2 separate regions of the Gossypium hirsutum genome follow, and region 2 is linked to region 1. A link is a contact called in public Hi-C data. All regions are on one chromosome and are shown on one strand. The core of a region is the stretch at or near the end of the contact, and the rest is flanking DNA. Distances in the headings are between cores, read along the strand shown. Region 1 has its middle 19 kb from the start of LOC107888683. Region 2 holds the start of LOC107888680 (DNA (cytosine-5)-methyltransferase DRM1).

Region 1 (4,373 bases), core at 1,782-4,281:
AATGAATCCATATTTGTAAAAACATTTTGTATCATAACCTAATTTCTAGTAATAATAAAACTTGTTATGTCTTATGTTACTATATTTTTTTTTATTAAAAATCATCTGTTTAGATACTTCAAAAATTGATCCAAGTATAATGTTACTATTTGTGAAAATGATATTTATCATTGTTATAAAAGAATATTTAACTATAAAAAATTAAAAATAATCATCACTTTATCTAATAAATAATTTAAATTGGTTATATAATTCATTAAAATATTTATAATAAAATTTTGGAAGATACATTTTAATATTTTAATAAATGAATTTATAAATTCACATATTTTAATAATTTTATAAAAGTAAAATAATTTAAAAAATTTCTATTATATATCAATTCTAATATGATGTCCTTAATAGTCATTTTTTATTCTCACCTCGCCGTTACAGTTGCGTTTGAATCCAAACACACACTCCACCATTGTTTCTAATCTCACTGCTACAGTATCCAATCTCACCGCTACAGTAACTAATCTCACTGCCACCGCTGTTTTTAACCTCACCAGAGGTAAACACACCGCCCATCCAAACTAAGCCTAAAATAGATACAACTTAACAAGTAAATGCCTCAAAAATAATAACAAAATTAACAAATATCTTTAAAATAATAACAAAATTAACAATAAAATAAGTTTTATACAATATCCAAACAATAGCAATAAACTAGTAGCAACATAATAGTAAAATGGTAACAAAATAGAGAGAAAACAATAAGAAAATAATATTAAAAACAAAAAGAAAAAACATATTTTTTTGTCCTTTAGTGAAAGCCGGGCTCGAGCCAAAAATGCCTTACCTGAGGCCTGACCTATTTTTTAAACGGGCCTTATTTTTTGTCCAAGCTTATTTTTCGGGCCTATATTTTTGCCTAAACCCTCCCACATTTTGGGAGGGTCTTCGGACCGAGCTGGATGACCCGACCCATGAACAGGTGTAGCTACATGCAATTATATTATTTTGAAGTTTGTGTTGAGATTTTAGTTTTTAATTTTAATTATAATTTAATGCTTGATATTTAAATTTGTTTATTATTTAAAAATTATTATTATTAATGATAAGAAAATCATATTTAAAGCTTAATTAAAAAAATAATCCATTTTAAATATAACTAAAAAAATGAAGTATTTTGAATCTTAAAAGAACTACTCCAAAACTCAAATTTTTTATATATACTCTCGTACTTATATATATATATATGAGGTATATAACTAGTTTGTATCCCTTTGTAAACTTTATAATTTCTTTATAAAATTAATTTTTGTTTTAAAATCATTAACGAATTGAAAAAATAATGTAATAATAAAATGTTTTTAAAAATATTTAACTATTTTTAAAAAATATTATATTAATGTTAATTAATCTTAAAAATGTTTAATATTAAAATAGTACAACAATTCATCATGGTTTAATATTAATATTAATATTTTTATAATTTAAAAAATGTTATTAGTGATTTTTTTTAGGTTTTTTATTTTTATATTTTTAAATTAATTTATTTTAAATTTAAAATGGTTAATATTCGATTCTTTTTTATAATTTTATGATTATATATATGCTCTACTTCAATCAATGAATGCAATTAAATTTTATTATATTTGAAAATATAAATTTAATTTAACGAATGTTAGTAATATATGTCTTTTTTTTTAAATCTATATTTTAAGCTTAATAATTTAATATTGAGTAATTTTAATATTATAACCTTAAAAGTTAATTAAAATAGTAAAATCTTGAAATAAAGAGAAAATTTATTTAAAAACAATTTTATATTTAGTAAAATTCTAAATGAAATAAATTTAAACAAAAGGCAAAAAGTAATTTAAAAAAAAATTAAAAGATAATGAACCCACCCAAATGTCAAAAAATTATAATGTGAACATGAATAATTATTTTCTTCTTGAATCGGAACCTTATAATATAATAGATATCCATTAGTTTTTTTTACCCGTGGAATACTGTATATTTATTTAAATATATATATATATATTTATTTGATGAACTTTGGTATAAAATTATCACCATTTTATAAATATAATGATTAAAAAAGTGTAAAAATCTCATATAAGAAGTTTATAATTCAAAAAAAGTAACAAATATTGTCAGGGTTCCATATCTACAATGTAATGCCCTCAAAATTTTCAATTTCAAATTTCGTGATATTCCAGTAAAATACTGTGAGGTTTACTAAGAAGCAAATTTAATATTTTATATAATAATAATTACAACTTGATCGGGGATCTGACCTGACATCCAACCTGATTACTCGACCTATATAATAAAATTCCAGGGATGGAAAAGGGGTTCCTTCTTTTACTTCCATCTTTCTTAAAAAATAGGGGATACCCTTTTTTCTCATTTTGGGGATTTCCATGTTTACTTGATGCATTGTATCAACAAATATCAAAAAATTTACTTTGAGTTAGGAATTAAATTTTTTGAATTTTTAGTAGTTTTTGAAATTTTATTTAGCAAAGGATTAATATGAAAGAATTATGAAAAATGAGAATTTATTTTGGAATTTTTAGTAGCTTTATGTGGTTATTGGCCCAGAGGCAAAAAAAATAGAATAAGGAGGATTTATGTAGTTATTGGCGGAATCAGTATTTAGCTAATAGCCCAAAACCCATTATAACCTAAAAGTCTCTGTTTTTAGTCAGCAATAGCGGCCCCTAAAAGAAATTGGTTTATTTCTTGATCCATCAACATCATTTTGGATAAAGGGTGTCTATTTTGTCGATCCAAATTTTAATTTGATTTTAAAATTGGTCTTAACCCATCTTATAATTTATGTTTATCCAAATTTCATGGTATATGTTCATTCACGAGTATGCGTTATATCTGATTAAATAAATATTTTTGTTTATTAATGAAATAGTAATAATAGCTCCCATAAATAATTTAAGAAAGTTATTGAGTATAATTGTTATGCTATGGGATATAAAGCTCTTTTAAACATTGTGTATGCAGGTTGCTACTCGCACTTAGAAGTATCGTATTACGCTTTGTGCATTTGATGTGATAGTTGGTTATGACATATCATGTACATACTAGAGTATTGTAGTGTAACACTTTACACTTTGCACTTTGTTGTGATGGTTGGATATCTATGTAATCAAATGATTTTTTCATATCAATTATTTGGAGCCAAAGAACTAATGTTAGTTACTCATGAGTTTATAAGTGTGATATAGGTGATATATTGTGTGTGATGATATAGGTGACTGATAGAATGAATATAGTATAATTTAAATTAAGAGAAATAATGTGTCTTGTTTTTGTGATTTGATACTAAATATTAATGTAGTACTTATAGCATGCTTATAATTTAATTATTTGCATATTGTATTGATGGAAATTGTTAGAACACCACTTAGCTGTGAAAATCTCAGTGTCTTGATTTTTAATTTCGTGTATAGGTTATGGATATTTTGTGAGTTAATGATCGAGCAACATTGTCAAAAAATATACAATTTTTATTTTGCGGAGATGGTTTTTAGTTAGTTTATTCTTGGCATGTATTTAGGTCCATCAAATTAGTAGGTTGTTTTTATATCTGTTAAATATTTAGTTTGAGGAAAATGATTGTTGTATGTTTGGATTAAATAATTAATTTATTTGAGCTTTTAATTCTGAATTTGAAGACAACAGTTATCAAAGTGAATTTGAATTTGAAGATAATAGTTATCAATCGAGCATAAAAATGACACCTTATGAGGCTTTATATGGTCAAAAATGTCAAACTCCTCTATGTTAGTCAGAGTTGAGTGAAAGAAAGTTAGCGAGAACAAATTTGATATGTGAGACAGAAGAAAAAAGTTCAGTTTATTCGAGACTGCTTGCTTCTGACCAACAAAAGTCCTATGCTGACTTGAAAATAAAAGACATTGAATTCAAGATTGGCAATAAATTCATTCTCAAAGTCTCACCATGGAAAAAGGTATTGTGTTTTGGCAGGAAAGGAAAGCTCAATCCGAGGTTTATTGGGCTATATAAAATTCGTAAAAGAATTGGACCTGTAGCTTACTAGCTAGCTATGCCTCCAAAACTAGATAAGATTCATGTATCGATGCTACAAAGATATAAATTTATCCCTTTCATGTTTTAAATTCAGATGAAATCGAGTTACAGCCTGATTTGACATATGATAAAGAACAAATTAAGATTTTGGCTTGAGAAGTAAAAGAGTTGAGAAACAAATTTGTAACATTAGTGAAAGTAATGTGGCATCGTCATGGTAAAGAAGAGGTTAATTGGGAGTCGGAAGAAACTATGAAATCTCAATACCCTTATATTTTCTCAAGTAAATTTCGAGAATGAAGTTTTTTAAT
Region 2 (4,936 bases), core at 2,322-4,821, 150 kb after region 1:
AAAAAATTATTATTTATCTCTTTTTTCAAATATTTATTTTTTTAGTATTTGACTATATCTCTATAAGACATTTGTCAAACTCCTGACTATACTCATGAAGTTTAAAAACTACATCGATAGTGTACCAAATATTTTTTCATATTTGTTATAAAATTTAATGAAATAATATTTGATGCATTGTTAATGTATAAATTTCATATACTATCAATGAATAATAACATAACATCTCATCACTAAATAAAAATAAAAAATAATTGAAGGCGTATAATTAAATAAAAATTAATTTTAAAATAATTATAATATATTACGTTATTCACTGATAATACATAAAATTTAGGTTGGAACAGAGATTATTTTAAAATTAATTAATTGAAACATCAAATATATTTATGTTGGAACAGAGAATATCTTTAACTGGTGAGTATCTATTCCCAGCTTTTGAGAGCACTTTATCATGATTAGGTATGTACGAAATTCGGTTAATAAATAGGAAATGAACATAACTACATAAAGGAATCAAATTTCAAATTTCAAATAATTAATAGAGTGTAAGTGTCTGTGACCATTACAGTGAGAATTTTTAAAATGTAAATTATGAAAATTAAAATAATTTTAGTCATTTCATCAAAATAAATAAGAGAATAATGTACTTCAGGACACTCAAATCTACGTCCCTCCTCATTATTCTTACAATGGCAACAATACCTATTTCAATCAAACTAAGACTCAATTGATAAAATTTTAAATATTAATAATTTTGTTATATAAATTTTAACACGGCTACATATTTTGTTTTTATTTATTTAATATTATATATTATCATATTTAATATTTTCCCAATTCTACTAAAATGGTCATATTTTAACTTTTAATAATAAAATTTTGAACTGTAACTTTTTATTATTTAAATTTGTTACAAGTAAAAAATTTGACAAAATATATTATAAAACTTTTAATTAAATATTTTTAAATATATTTTTATAAAATTTAATTAACTAAAGTATTTAAAATAATTGAGATTAATATTTTTTTTAAATATCAACTGTAACATTTTTATTTAGATTAAAAATATTTATTTTGCCAATTGAGTATTAGTTTGATTAGTATGTGTATTGTTGTTAATATAAGAAAATGTAGGTTCGAGTGCGTTGAAGTATATTATCCTTCAATTTATAAATTAGGATGAATTATAAATTAAATATTATATTAAAAAAACAGATATAATCAGAATCTATAATAAAAATTTAATTTTAGTAAATATTTAATGCATAGTGGAAACCAGCTCATATTTACCCCTACTTATTTAGAGTAAGAATCTCAACACAAAAGCCAAAGACAAAAGAGAAAAAGTAAGGCAAACAATGTCACATGTTTATTCTTTGAAAAGAAAATAAGGGTGTGTTTGATTCGAGAAACTTTCTATAAGGGTTAAAGAATATAAAAAATATATATATTAATAAAATTTTTTTAATTTTTAAATAAGAAAATAAATATATTTTAATATATTTAAATTAATGTCGATGTCAATTAAGTTAAGATCTAATCGAGAATTTAAATTATTATTTTAAAGTATTTTATAGTTAAGTTAAATAAATATATTTACTTAGTAATAATTTGAATAATATCCGTTTGAACTTTAAGAAACGCTAGAATTATAAGATCATCTTATATGGTCTCATTTGGATTTTTTTTTATTTCTTTTATGTATTTTTTATAAAATTACAATTTTTTAAATTGACCTTAAAGAAAATCTATTTTTGATTTTTTAAAAAAAACTCTTTTTGATACTTGTATAGTTTAATTTCAAATTTTAAAAGTCGTATGGGATATACAATAAATTTAGGGGCATAGCGAGAGTTTGGTCGGAGTTGACCCCTTAAAATAGAATTTTTTTTATTTAGACCTTTTATTTTTAAGAAATTTTAAATAAATAAAAGTAAAAGTGTACTTTAATCCTCCGTAAAAATAATAAAAATTCTATTTAATCCTTTTAAAAATATAAAGATATAATGTATTCAAATGATGAAATTATATTTTTATTATCGTAAAAATTAAAATGTAACTTCGACTTCCCTAAAAAAAATTTTATGTCTTCGTCCTTGACTAAGGGCTTGTTTAGTAGTACTTAAAAAAAACACTTTTAGCTTAAAAAATACTTTTGAAAAAAAAACTATGCTAAACAAGTTACTTTTAGTTGAAATTTTTTACTTTTCAAAAAACACGTTTAAAAAACACATTTGAAAATGAAAAGCTAAGATTTTTAGCTTTTCCTCTCCTAAAAACATTTTTGATGCTTAATTATTTTTTCACCCCTCCAATAACATATTATTTTTCCTTTCTTTTTTTGGTACTTAATTATAAATATGTTAAAATTATTAATTAAAATAATTTTTTTAAATAATACAAATGTGTTAATATCTAATTACAAATATTGAATAATTTTATTTAAATATTAAAAATATAATTTAAATATTCTAATTAAATTTTATAAATAATTAATATTTATTGCTTAAAAATATTTAAAATTTATATTTAATATATTAAAATATTAACCACAAGTTATAATAAATTATTTTTTATATTCTTATTAAAATATAATAATACTAACTAATTTGAACATTATTAAAATGCATATTTGATACTCGATACTATCATATCTAAAATAGATATTTTATTTCTGAAAAATACTTTTGAATAACAATACTAAGCAATCAAATCATTAACTAAACTTTTCAAAATTATTTCTTAAAAATATTTTTTAAAAATATAATTAAACTAGCATTAAATTATGACAGTTGTGGAAATTTTTTATGTAAAACTTAAAAAATATTAATATAAACAAATAAAGTAGTGTTTGGAAGTATTTTAAGTTAAAAAATTTGAGTTTTTAAAAATCAAATAATGTCCAATAATTTTATTTCCTTGGCATCCAATAATTTCAATTCAACAGCCAAACAGGCCCGAGATTCCATACTTTCACTTTCATCTATACGGTCTCGTCAACTCTCAACTAAAGTGGAGAAAAGATAATCTCACATGCGTGTGGATGAAAATTAATATATATATTAGATAATTTAATAGTATTTTTTTAAAATTAAGTAATTGTCTATCTTCATGAATTTTAATAATTAATTTGAATTTTAAATATCAATAAAATTTTTAAAAATAAACTCAATTTTTTAAAAAGTAATTTGAATTTAAATTGCTATAAAAAATTTAAAACAACTTAATTTAATTAGAAGGATAACCAGTTTATAACTGAACTTCAACGACCTCGCAGTAGCACGATTATTCCATGCTACCTACAGAGGAAAACGGAAAACTGCTGCTAAATTTAACTGCGTTAGATTTTATTTATTTATTAATCAACTTTACTTTACACTGCCCCTCAAGAATTCCGATTCCCCTTTTATTTATAATATAAAAAGAAATAATATAATATTTTTATAATAAAGAATTATAACAATTTTTTTAATTAAATATATTATTTTTTAACACGTAAATAAATTATGTCATTTTTAAATAAATTATGACTATAATAATTATAAAAATTTATAAATAATTACATAGGTGACCAAGATAGAAAAAATTGAAAAACCCTGTGAAGACTGAACCCACAACTCCTCGTTTCCTCTTCTTCTCCGTTACCGCCGTTGGGGCTTCCCCTATGTATATTTTATTTCTTTTCCTCCACCGGTAACTTCTTTGTCAGAACTCGTCGACGATCGCCGCTGCTGCCGTGTATCCTTCTTCTTTCTTTGTCCTTTCCTCCATTCTCTTTCCTTTTTCTCCTTCTGTTTTTTCCTTCTCTTCTCAGTTCTCCCGCCGCCGAGTCCGTCGGTTTCCGCCGGATCTGATCTCGTATTCAGTGTCGGAAATCCGTGTCGGATCGTGTCGACACTGGTACGGCACCCCTAATTGCCGAGTCCGGGTAACGGAGTTCTGATAAGTTTTCATTGTTTCTTTTACAGGTTAAGAAACTGCTCTTGGGCTGTACTATAGCTCAAGGAAAATGGTACTCTCAAGTTCTATTACTTTTTTATTCCTTAATGTTATGTGTCGTTGTAATATTCTTCCTGTATTTTGCTAAAAATTCTCATTTGTGCACTAGGCTTAGTCAGTTGGCTAAAAGAAATGAAAATTCTTTAGTTATTCAATCTTATATATATTGTATTTGATATTATGAATGTGTGTGTGGTTTTGTAATTTTTGTAGGATCAAAATGGTTCTGGTGGTGATGCTGATAATTTTGACTGGGATACCGAAGATGAGCTGGAAATTGATAATTATGCAATCGCCTCTCGCTCAGGAGTGTCACTTACCAATGGGGAAGCTGTTTTAGGCACAGCAGAGGTACTTGCTCATGCATAATTACATCACATGGCATTCTGGAAATTTTAACATGCAAATCGTTTTAATGATTATGAAAATTATCTACGATGAAGTTTTCTTTCATTTTTAATTTCCGAAGAAACATTATAGATATTAATTGATGAGTTCTTATGGGAATTTTCTCTGGAGGTCACTGTAGTTTCGCATCTCCTTTTCATGCACTGCTTTATTTAGTTGATGATATTACTAATGTCCTTGGCTTAAATTTCATTGATTAGCCTCCATAGCAATGAATATGTATGCATTCACTAAGATCAAGCCTTTTAACTTTTGTGTCTATCCCAGTTATTCAAATACTTATGTTTGCAAACAATTAATCTTCTCTCTTGTACTTACATATATCTTTTTCCTGGCATATAATAGCTAAGGGACAAATTAATGTCAAAACAAACTCACGGTTAACTTTTATTGTCTCAAGGTGAGCTCGTCTGCAGATTCTCCTAATTCCAAGTTAATTGACCATTTTGTTGGGATGGGGTTCTCCCAGGAACTTGTTACGAAAGCAATTGAGGAAAATGGTAAAGCTTCTAGGTCTTTACTACTT

The links. Hi-C and Micro-C count contacts between places; a contact is called where the count stands out from the background.
Region 2: a contact with region 1 is called in a Hi-C map of leaf, with 6 times the contacts expected there. The contact joins the promoter of LOC107888680 here to the enhancer-like site in region 1. A contact is called at or near these places in 12 of 34 Hi-C or Micro-C datasets (callus, cotyledon, leaf and 2 more).

What each region holds. Positions count from the first base shown.
Region 1 is chrA09:8,750,195-8,754,567 of Gossypium_hirsutum_v2.1, forward strand. No RefSeq gene overlaps it. Among protein-coding and RNA genes, the nearest start is that of LOC107888683, 19 kb to the right of the region's middle. Within about 2 kb of position 3,032, at least 3 of the 9 cell types and tissues checked have an H3K27ac peak or open chromatin away from gene starts, as enhancers often do. A contact at or near this core is called in leaf, where this site is marked.
Region 2 is chrA09:8,897,456-8,902,391 of Gossypium_hirsutum_v2.1, forward strand. LOC107888680 (DNA (cytosine-5)-methyltransferase DRM1) reads left to right here and starts at 3,572. Exons shown (of 12, transcript XM_016812849.2): 1 at 3,572-3,741; 2 at 3,972-4,015; 3 at 4,216-4,353; 4 at 4,811-4,910. The coding sequence starts at 4,013.